Regions from separate parts of the Zea mays genome. Here region 2 is linked to region 1. A link is a contact called in public Hi-C data. All regions are on one chromosome and are shown on one strand. The core of a region is the stretch at or near the end of the contact, and the rest is flanking DNA. Distances in the headings are between cores, read along the strand shown.

The links. Hi-C and Micro-C count contacts between places; a contact is called where the count stands out from the background.
Region 2: a contact with region 1 is called in a Hi-C map of ear, with 2.1 times the contacts expected there. The contact joins the promoter of LOC100194223 here to the promoter of LOC100283491 in region 1. A contact is called at or near these places in 2 of 25 Hi-C or Micro-C datasets (ear and tassel).

The regions. Positions count from the first base shown.
Region 1 is chr1:196,758,564-196,763,301 of Zm-B73-REFERENCE-NAM-5.0, reverse strand. LOC100283491 reads left to right here and starts at 2,522. Exons shown (of 2, transcript NM_001156391.1): 1 at 2,522-2,723; 2 at 2,914-4,322. The coding sequence starts at 3,032. The coding sequence ends at 4,084.
Region 2 is chr1:197,366,397-197,371,134 of Zm-B73-REFERENCE-NAM-5.0, reverse strand. It overlaps LOC100194223, which reads right to left and starts at 2,169. Exons shown (of 6, transcript NM_001139264.1): 1 at 1,939-2,169. The coding sequence starts at 2,033.

The DNA of each region.
Region 1 (4,738 bases), core at 1,273-3,772:
AAGTGCCCTAGACCCATTCTACACTGCTATTGGACTGCGGGTTAATATTAGATTTGCCAAGGTCTCTTATATAAAATTTGCTCAGCGAAAGGGTATCGGCTGCCCTGGGCCGTCCGATCGCGCCAGCGGTCAGGATTAGATCTAAGCACCCAAGGATACGAGATCCGCTCTGGCCATCGGATTTAAAGTGAATGGCTACGGATTAATGGCACACAACTCCACTTTCCCCCATCCGATCCTGATCGGACGGGCCATACTCCCACCAAATCGGTATCCTCATCGTCTAATCCTGACCACAAGTTACGGAATCAATGGTCTAGGACAAGCCACACCATCTGGCCGGACGTGGGTGACGGCGCAGCGAGCCCACGACGGCGAACACCGCTTGCGACGACCGCCCAAACCAACTGGATAACTATAGCCCGATTAAAACTTCCCACACCGAGCTCGAGTCACGGCGAATCGATCCAACGAATCAATTCATGTGTAGGGTCAGTGAAAACTATGGTCTACGGAAGAGTGGGGCCCGATGGGGGCTTCCCAAATTCTGGCAACGATTACCGGCATTTCCGTGGTGGCGGCTTAACGCGAGAAGGTGTTTTTACTTACAGGTTAATTAGGCGAATTGGTGAGGTTCTCTTCCATACCTTGAATCGGGGCGACCGAAGTGATGCCCCGGCAGCGACGGAATTACATGGCGGCGGGTGAGGTCAACGTAGAATTCCACCCGTCCCTCCAATTGCCTTCGCTTGCCGGTGGTGCCCTGGCGAACCCGATGGTGATTCCACAAGGCCTGGCGATGGTGGGGGGCGGTGAGCTCTCCAACTCTCTCTGCTAACTGCGCACGACGACGGCGCACACCCTCTGTGAACGACTTCCGATCTCACAGCCAAAGCTCACGGGTACTGAGTAGTTAGAGGCACGGAGGAGTGGCGGAGACCCCGGCGCTAGCTATTTGAGGTGAAGCCTCGGCCAGCTGGGCGAGCGCGTCGGAAGATTGCAACTACCGCGTGAGGATATCGGCGCATGTGAGGAGATGAACAGGGATCGTGGCTGACCGGATGACAACGGGTCCCACACGTCAGTCGGCTGCGCGCGCGGTGGAAGGGGGATTGGGCCGCACGGATTGCTGGGCCAACACGCGCAATATTGGCCCACGCGGCATAATAGGCTTTTTCCTTTTTTCTGGTTTTCTTTTTCCTTTTATTTTCAATTCCCAATTTGAACTTCAACTATGAATGTGAATTTTGTACTCAAATTAAAGGTAGATTTTAATCTTGCAAATATGGATAGATTTTATATTTTTATAAATTTTGTTTTGTATTTTATAGTATTTCTTTTCTTCTTTTCTCCACATTTTAATTTCCAAATTTAGGTTTTAAATTCAAATTTGGACATTATTGAATTTCTATTAATATCTTCTTTATTATTATCAAATGCACACACAAATAAACTCCAACAGGATGCACATGTTTCTTATGTGTCATTTGTGTAATTATTCATTCATGGCTATTCTAATGCTCAAATAAATGGGGGCAAACCATACAAGGAAATCAACTATATTCTCATTATATACATACTTTGGGTATTACAAGATAAGGGGGTGTTTGGTTTATAGGGACTAAACTTTAGTCCCTCCACTTAATTCCATTTTAGTTCATAAATTGTTAAATAGGGAAACTAAAATAGAGTTTTAGTTTCTATATTTAGTAATTTAGGGACTAAAATGGAATTAAGTGGAGGGACTAAAAATTAGTCTCTAGAAACCAAACACCCCCTAAGACTTGTCTCGTCAGAGAAAAACAACACACTATAACTTGGCCTCGAGCTAGCAGGCATGCACCTCTCTCGTCGTGCCCGAGACGTCCTCCCCACAACTCGTTATTTCCTTGGATTTACTAGAGTTGCAGTGGATGTGTGCCTCTGTCGCCGTGGCCATACTAGGATACGTCGAACTGGATCTCGGACGCGACATCACGCCATGCGGTTATGAGGGCGATGATGCATGACTCAAATATGTCCATATGAGACTAGAGAAGTGGGTCGGTGACGACGACATCGACGTGTTGGTAGAGGAGAGACCGATGTCGGTGAGCAGGGCATGGATAACGTCGTGTTCAAAGCCAGTGTGGATACGGGAGGAGAGATTGTTGAACGTATTCTTGGTGAGCGCCTTCATGGACGTGCCCTTGGCTTGGCTAGGGTGAGGATGCATGGGGCCATGAGGGAGAAGGGGACATGAAAGTTGGAGAGGCCGTCACAACACATGTGTATTATATTAATCTACCTTTATTATTTATCTTTTGATTATACAGTTGCACCAATATATATAGTTGAACCAAATATGTTTCAAAAAAAAAAGGTAGCATGGAAAGGACAAGAAAATATCTTGGCGGACCGAAGGCCATTTTGTTATTGTTGGGCCTGAAGATGGACAAGTGTAGGGCTCTACTGGGCCGTGCTTGTGGGCACCTGAACCTACAGAGGGGGGTGTGCACTGGGCCCTGCGTGCTGCGTGTGAGCAGCTTGCTATAGGAATCTGAGGGAGGAGGCGCTGGGCGGTGCCCGGGCGTTGGATAGGAGAGGTCAAGATTCAAGAACGACGACACGCCGAAGTAGCAGAGGGATCCGTTGGCCTCCCGTACCCAGCCCCCTTCTACCCCTTCGTCGACGGCTGGGATTGCGGCGGCGCCCTTGTCTTCGCCGGCGACGAGCATCGCCAGGTTCGACCGCCGCTTCCCTTGCATTTTTATCTGGATCTGGCTGCTTCACTGTAGGCATATATTACGCCCACCGGTTTGGATTCGATTTGGAATCTAGGGTTTGGTTACGGTGCCCTGGAATTTTGCATTTTTTCGGTCTGCTTCTGTCGGAACCTTGATGCTCTATCTGAGTGACAGAATGGGTGTGTAGGGACTTCCGATTGGGGGGGGCGATTGCGGAGATGGGCTGATCAGAACTGCGACAAGGTCCGGTTTTCTCCTCCAAATTGTGGTCTCTGGAGGTGGATTTGCTTTTTCCGTAGCCGCAGATGGACGACGACGATGGCAGCCTGGGCATTCGGAATTGGGGCTTCTACGACACCATGAAGGGCAACCTAGGCCTGCAGCTCATGTCGTCCATGCCACCTGACCGGGACACGAAGCCACTGCTCCCGAGAGCTGGTTTCTTGCAGCAGCATGGGCATCACAATGCATCGCACCAGCTCCATGCACAGCAGTCGCAACATTATCGTGATTCCACTTGCGGTGGAGGAGCCTCTGGTGGCATGCCCACCGAGCAGCACTCTATCCACATGGACTTCTCACGCAATGAAGCTTGGCTGCACCCATCGCACCACCACCAACATCCCCATGACCAGAAGGTCCTTCATTCTCGCCCTACCGTACCAGCTGGGCATGTTGGGCATCCAGGCCATGGTAGCCATCCTGTGCATGGTGGGCATATCGTGCATCACCATCCTACTGGCTATGGGTCAATATCAGATGCACAACATACTCTCCAGATGATGCAACCACAGCTTGAGTCACAGCTTCAGGAGCCTCCTCCATGCAAGGGAGACGAAGCGCCACCTCCGCCAATTGAGGATCACTCTGTGGTTAGTACCGGGCCACCTGTGAAAAAGAGGCAGCGAGGCCAGCAGCAGAGTCGGCAGCCTAAGTCACCAAAGCCTAAGAAGCCTAAGAAGGTTGCTGTTCTGCCAGAGGGTGGGGCACTTAATGGGCATGCACCCCGTAGGAGGGGCCCTAAGAAGGCTGTGGGGATGGTGATTAACGGTATTGAGTTGGACCTTGCCAACTTACCAACACCAGTGTGCTCATGCACTGGAACTCCCCAGCAATGCTATCGGTGGGGTGCAGGTGGCTGGCAGTCTGCATGCTGCACGACTGCTATTTCAACGTATCCACTGCCAATGAGCACAAAGCGCCGTGGCGCACGTATTGCTGGAAGGAAGATGAGCCAAGGCGCATTCAAAAAGGTGCTTGAGAAGCTTGCTGGTGAAGGGTACAACCTTGTTAATCCAATTGACTTGAAGACATTTTGGGCTAAGCATGGCACAAATAAGTTTGTAACGATCAGGTAATGAGAAAGGCTTGCTATGTTTGCCACTTTGTAGGTTGTAGTGCTGCAGTTAGGCCTGATTTATTGCTTGTATGTCTATGTGCCAATCTGCAGACATTTGTAGGAGTAGTTTGTAGCCATGTTTAGTTTCATCCACTTAATTGTCATGCCTATCTCGACTCTCGAGCTTCAGATATTGACCCGACTGAAGTCTTTGTATCCTTCACTTTGCAAATTGTACTGTATCCATAACAGTCTCTAATTTAGGACGTGAGGTTCGATGTGTTAGTTAAATATGCGTGGAACTAAGCATTATGTGGAGGTTTTCTCTGGTGGAGGACATTTGCCAGCACCTTTTTGACAAGGCGATAACTGTGAATTTTGTGTATGGCTTATATTCCAAGTCATTTTTGTATGAAGTACTCATATTACATATCCAAGGTCTTACAAATCACACTTAAGAACAGATTCAAGCAACTAAATCCTTGAGTGTATCTTCATTACTCTCCAGTCTCTACCTCCACTAGTCAGCGGCAAAGAAAATATTATTGTTTGTTGCCTTCTTGCTTACCATGAAATGTTTACTGAGCTTTGCTTTTAGGTCATGTTGTATTTTCTTGTCAAGTGCTAGTTGCCATGTAGCATTTCTTCAGAAAGAGTGTGTGCAGGTTGGTTG
Region 2 (4,738 bases), core at 920-3,419, 610 kb before region 1:
GAGGAGGTGCCCCGTTAGAGGCACGAGGAGGGGAGGGAGATGACACAGGCTCGACCGCTAGGGAGACGGTCACAACGCGTGGGAAGACAAGCGGTCCAGGCACGTGACGGCCCGCCTGAGGGTGGAGCTCGACGCAGTCCTGGAGAATAGGGTTCCAGACCAGATCGAAGGAAACGAATGTGCCCCGGATGAGCTGGTCGTCGTGCAGGAGGGCACGCACAGCGAGTTCGGTGGAAATGGGCGAAGCCAGGAAGGAGTCGTGGAAGCCAGGAGTCACGAGAGCAGCAGGCGAGGCAAAGCTCATGTATGGCGGGGGTGAAGACATGGAACCGACGAGGGTGGAGACAGCACTGGTAGGAGTGGCGCAACCACGCGAGTAGCGAGGAGGGATGGCACGGCGTCCAGGCGAGGGGACAGGGTGCGTCGAGAAGGGGGGGCCCGGACGACGAGGCGATGGTAGCAGCCGCGATGGCCGCGGGGCGGCACGAGGAAGGGTCGCGGGATGGAGGGAGGCCAAGCAGGGGCAGTGCGCTGGCGGGGAGAGCAGGGACCTCGCAGGAGCTCGCACGACAGGCGCTTGAGGCCGAGCGGCGCTGCTGCTGGGAGAAGACCGGCGGTAGAGTGTGTGGCAGACGTGGTTGTGCGCCCAGGCGGCGGCGGCGCAGCCCTGGGAGCAGTCGGGCGGCCAAAGGGAGCAGCCGACCGGCCGAAGGGAGCAGCTGAGGCAGGGGCGTCCGTGGCGGTCCGGCCAAAGGGAGCAGCCGGTCGGCCAAAGGGAGCAGCCGACCGGCCGAAGGGAGCAGCAGGGACAGGGGCGTCCGCGGCGGTCCAGCCTCGGGGGCAGCGCGGAGCCCGACGACCAGGTGGCTGCTCCGGGCGTGGCCTGGTGGCGACGCCTAGGGGGAGGCGCGTCCCGGCCGTCGATGGGGGGCAAGCGGCGTCGGCGCACAGGCGAATTCGGGGCAGGGCACGACTGGCCTCACACGGAGGAGGCAGGCGGGTGGATCCCATGGACCCGCGGGTGGATCCCATGGACCCGGACGGCGGCCGGCCGGAGGGGCGAAGGTGGGGAAGGAGAGGAGAGAGAGTGAGGCGGAGGGGTGGCCGACGGCGGGACTGGGTGTCAACGGCTGGAAGGGAGGTGGGAGGGAGAGAAAGAAAAGCCTCTGGTACCAAGTTGGAGAATGGAAAACCCTAACCCTAGGATAGAGTTGGGTGATGTATTAATAGACTTGGGATAGTTGGGCCAGGCCCATTACAAGGGGCCGAGAGAGGAATTACAAAGGGGAAGCCCCAAACCCTAATAGGTATTCTAACACCTCCAATGAGCAAAGGCAGCAAGGACCTACTTTTTCTCTCCCTGTGTCCCTGCTCCAAGATCTATACTGCAGGACGTAGGGTGTGTTTCGGCAATCTACAACCGGAACCTCCTATTAGTTTCATTAGTTTTTTTTTTTGTTTTAGGCTTGTTGCATGCAATACGCAGCCACCATGCTTGTACCAGAATACATGCTTATATCAGGTACATGTTATTGTCACTTGGCTAGTTGTTAGTCAATTAGCCAAACACAACTGTATAATAGTTCATTGCTAGAATGTAAGCACCTATTAGCCAAACACAACAGCAACAGTACTACAAGCATCTATATCCGCCGATTCACACAATCAACCACAAGCATTGCATACACTAACTACCGACCGGATCCCGTATACAAACAACACAACTGGCGACGGACGACGGTAATAAGCCTTTGCAAGCAAGCCTTAAAAGCACCGGCAACACGAACCGTTCGATTCGAAGCCCCTAAACAACATTTCCGCGGCCGCCACGCTCTGGCTATCGATCCATCCCAGAACCCGCGACCATGTAGCACCAACAAGCGCGGGAGCGGCGAGAGCGGGCAACGATTTTGAACCGAAACGAGCTCGAAGGCGTACCTTTTTGCGTCGTCGGACCGCGAGCGCGAGCCGCCGCCCGACCCGAGGCGGTCCATTACAGAGCGTTTCCTGCCCGAGGACCTGTCGGCGTACATCACTACTGCGGCGTCGGAGTCGGAGTAGGCGTCGGCGGCGAGGGCTTGGCAGCGCGCGCGCGTAGGGTTTCGTCGGCCAGAAGGGGAGGAGAGATACAAGGAGGTGGTGGGGAGAGGACAGAGGAGCGGTGGAGTCGTGGAGTCTGGAGAGAGAGAGAGAGAGAGAGAGCGAGAGCGATGGCACCGTAGTATGGGCCCTGTGCTTGAGCAGAATCAGCCCAATACTTAGATTTCTAGGCCTGGGCATTGGAAGTTTCGAAGACGTCAGGCCCATGCTTTGGCGTGATCCATGAACGTGATCCATTGGTATAGATGGCCAACAGGCCGGCCCGGCACGACCCGGCACGGGCACGAGCAAGCACGACCCATCAGCCAACGGGCCGACCTAGGTCTATGGGCCGTGTCTGGAGAGCCCACGTGCCTGGTCGTTGGTCCAGGCACGGTTCTCTGGGCCACTTTTCGTGCCGGACCAGCCCGCTAGGCACGTTCAAACAAACGGATTGTGCCAGCACCAGCCTGCCAAAGTTTCCAAACAGCAGAAAATATAGACAAATATAACCAAAGTTAAAAAAACAGTAGAAAATATAGACAAATATAATAAATGAGCTGTTTTGTGCAATGTTGCCTCATTAAAAACCTTTCTAGGTAAAACTCACCCTTGTGAGAAACCCTAGAAAGAAAAAAAAGTGCAGCCAGCTCAAAGTTTAGTCATTAAGTTTGTATCTGTTACAAATGTATATTACAATACAAAATGACTCTCCCACAATCACTCAATGACAAAGCAGTGAAAGCACTGATCAGATGACCACATCACAGTCTAAAAGACTAGAACTAAGTAGTGTCGGCGTTTCGACCCCGGGGGGTCCCTGGAACGATGAGTGAATTGTCGTCGCGTGTCCCAGCCCAGATGGGTCGGCGCGAGACGGAGCACGAAGGGGGGAAGAGAACAGGCAAAGGGGAAACCTGCGGCCTTCGTGTTGCCCTGCGCCCAGGTCGGGTGCGCTTGCAGTAGGGGGTTACAAGCGTCCGCGTGGGAGAGAGCGAGAGCCTTAGGCGTCAGTCCGTTCCCCCGCGCGGCCAACCTTCTCGTATGAGAGCCCTGGACCTTCCTTTTATAGGCGTAAGGAGAGGGTCCAGGTGTACAATGGGGGGTGTAGCAGTGTGCTAACGTGTCTAGCAGAGAGGAGATAGAGCCCTAAGTACATGCCGTTGTGGTAGTCGGAGAGGTTTTGACACCCTGTTCATGTGATGTCGTGGTCGTCGGAGGAGAGCTGGAGCCCTGCGGAAGGACAGCTGTCGGGGCTGTCGAGTCCTTGCTGACGTCTCCTTGCTTCCGTAAGGGGCTGAGAGCCACCGTCGTCATGGAGCACGCGGGGCGCCATCATTATTTGTTTTCCGGGGCGAGCCAGATGGGACGCCGGTCTTGTTCCCCGTAGCCTGAGCTAGCTAGGGGTAGGGTAATGATGGCCTTCCTTGCGACATGGCGAGTCCGAGCCCGAGGTCGGGCGAGGCGGAGGCTCCTCCGAGGTCGAGGCTGAGTCCGAGCCCTGGGGTCGGACGAGGCGGAGTCCATCGTCTTCCGGAGCTGAGGCTGAGTCCGAGCCCTAGGGTCGGGCGAGGCGGAGTCCATCGTCTTCTGGAGCCGAGGCTGAGTCCGAGCCCTAGGGTCGGGCGAGGCGGAGTTCGTCGTCTTTCGGAGCCGAGGCTGAGTCCGAGCCCTAGGGTCGGGCGAGGCGGAGTTCGTCGTCTTCCGGAGCCGAGGCTGAGTCCGAGCCCCAGGGTCGGGTGAGGTGGAGTTCGTCGTCTTCCAGAGCCGAGGCTGAGTCCGAGCTCTGGGGTCGGGCGAGGCGAAGTCCATCTTCCGAGGCCGAGACGGGGGCCGAACCCTAGGGTCGGGCGAGGCGGAGCTTCCTATGCCGCTCGAGGCTGGACTTAGCCGCTGTCAGCCTCACTCTGTCAAGTGGCACAGCAGTCGGAGTGACGCAGGCGGCGCTGTTTTCTTGTCAGGCCGGTCAGTGGAGCGGCGAAGTGACTGCGGTCACTTCGGCTCTGTCGACTGAAGAGCGCTCGTCAGGATAAGGTGTCAGGTCATCCTTGCATTAAATGCTCCTGTGATATGGTCGCTTGGCGTGGCGAGCTGGCCAGGGTTGCTTCTCTGCGAAGGCTGGGCCTCGGGCGAGCCGAAGGTGTGTCCGTTGCTTGAGGGGGCCCTCGGGCGAGACGTGAATCCTCCGGGGTCGGCTGCCCTTGCCCGAGGCTGGGCTCGGGCGAGGCGAGATCGTGTCCCTTGAGAGGACTGAGCCTTGACCTTAATCGCGCCCATCAGGCCTTTGCAGCTTTGTGCTGATGGGGGTTACCAGCTGAGATTAGGAGTCTTGGGGGTACCCCTAATTATGGTCCCCGACAGTAGCCCCCGAGCCTCGAAGGGAGTGTTGATACTCGCTTGGAGGCTTTTGTCGCACTTTTTTGCAAGGGGACCGGCCTTTTCTCGGTTGTGTTTCGTTCCGGTGGGTGCGCGCGAGCGCACCCGCCAGGTGTAGCCCCCGAGGCCTCGGAGGAGTGGTTTGACTCCTTCGAGGTCTTAGCGCGTTTCATGATGCTTCAGCTGGTCTGGTCGTTCCCTCATGCGAACTGGCTGTAGCTCGGGTGCATAGTCGAGTCCCAAGTTCTCGGGCTGGTATGTTGACGCTGTCAACGGTTTGGCC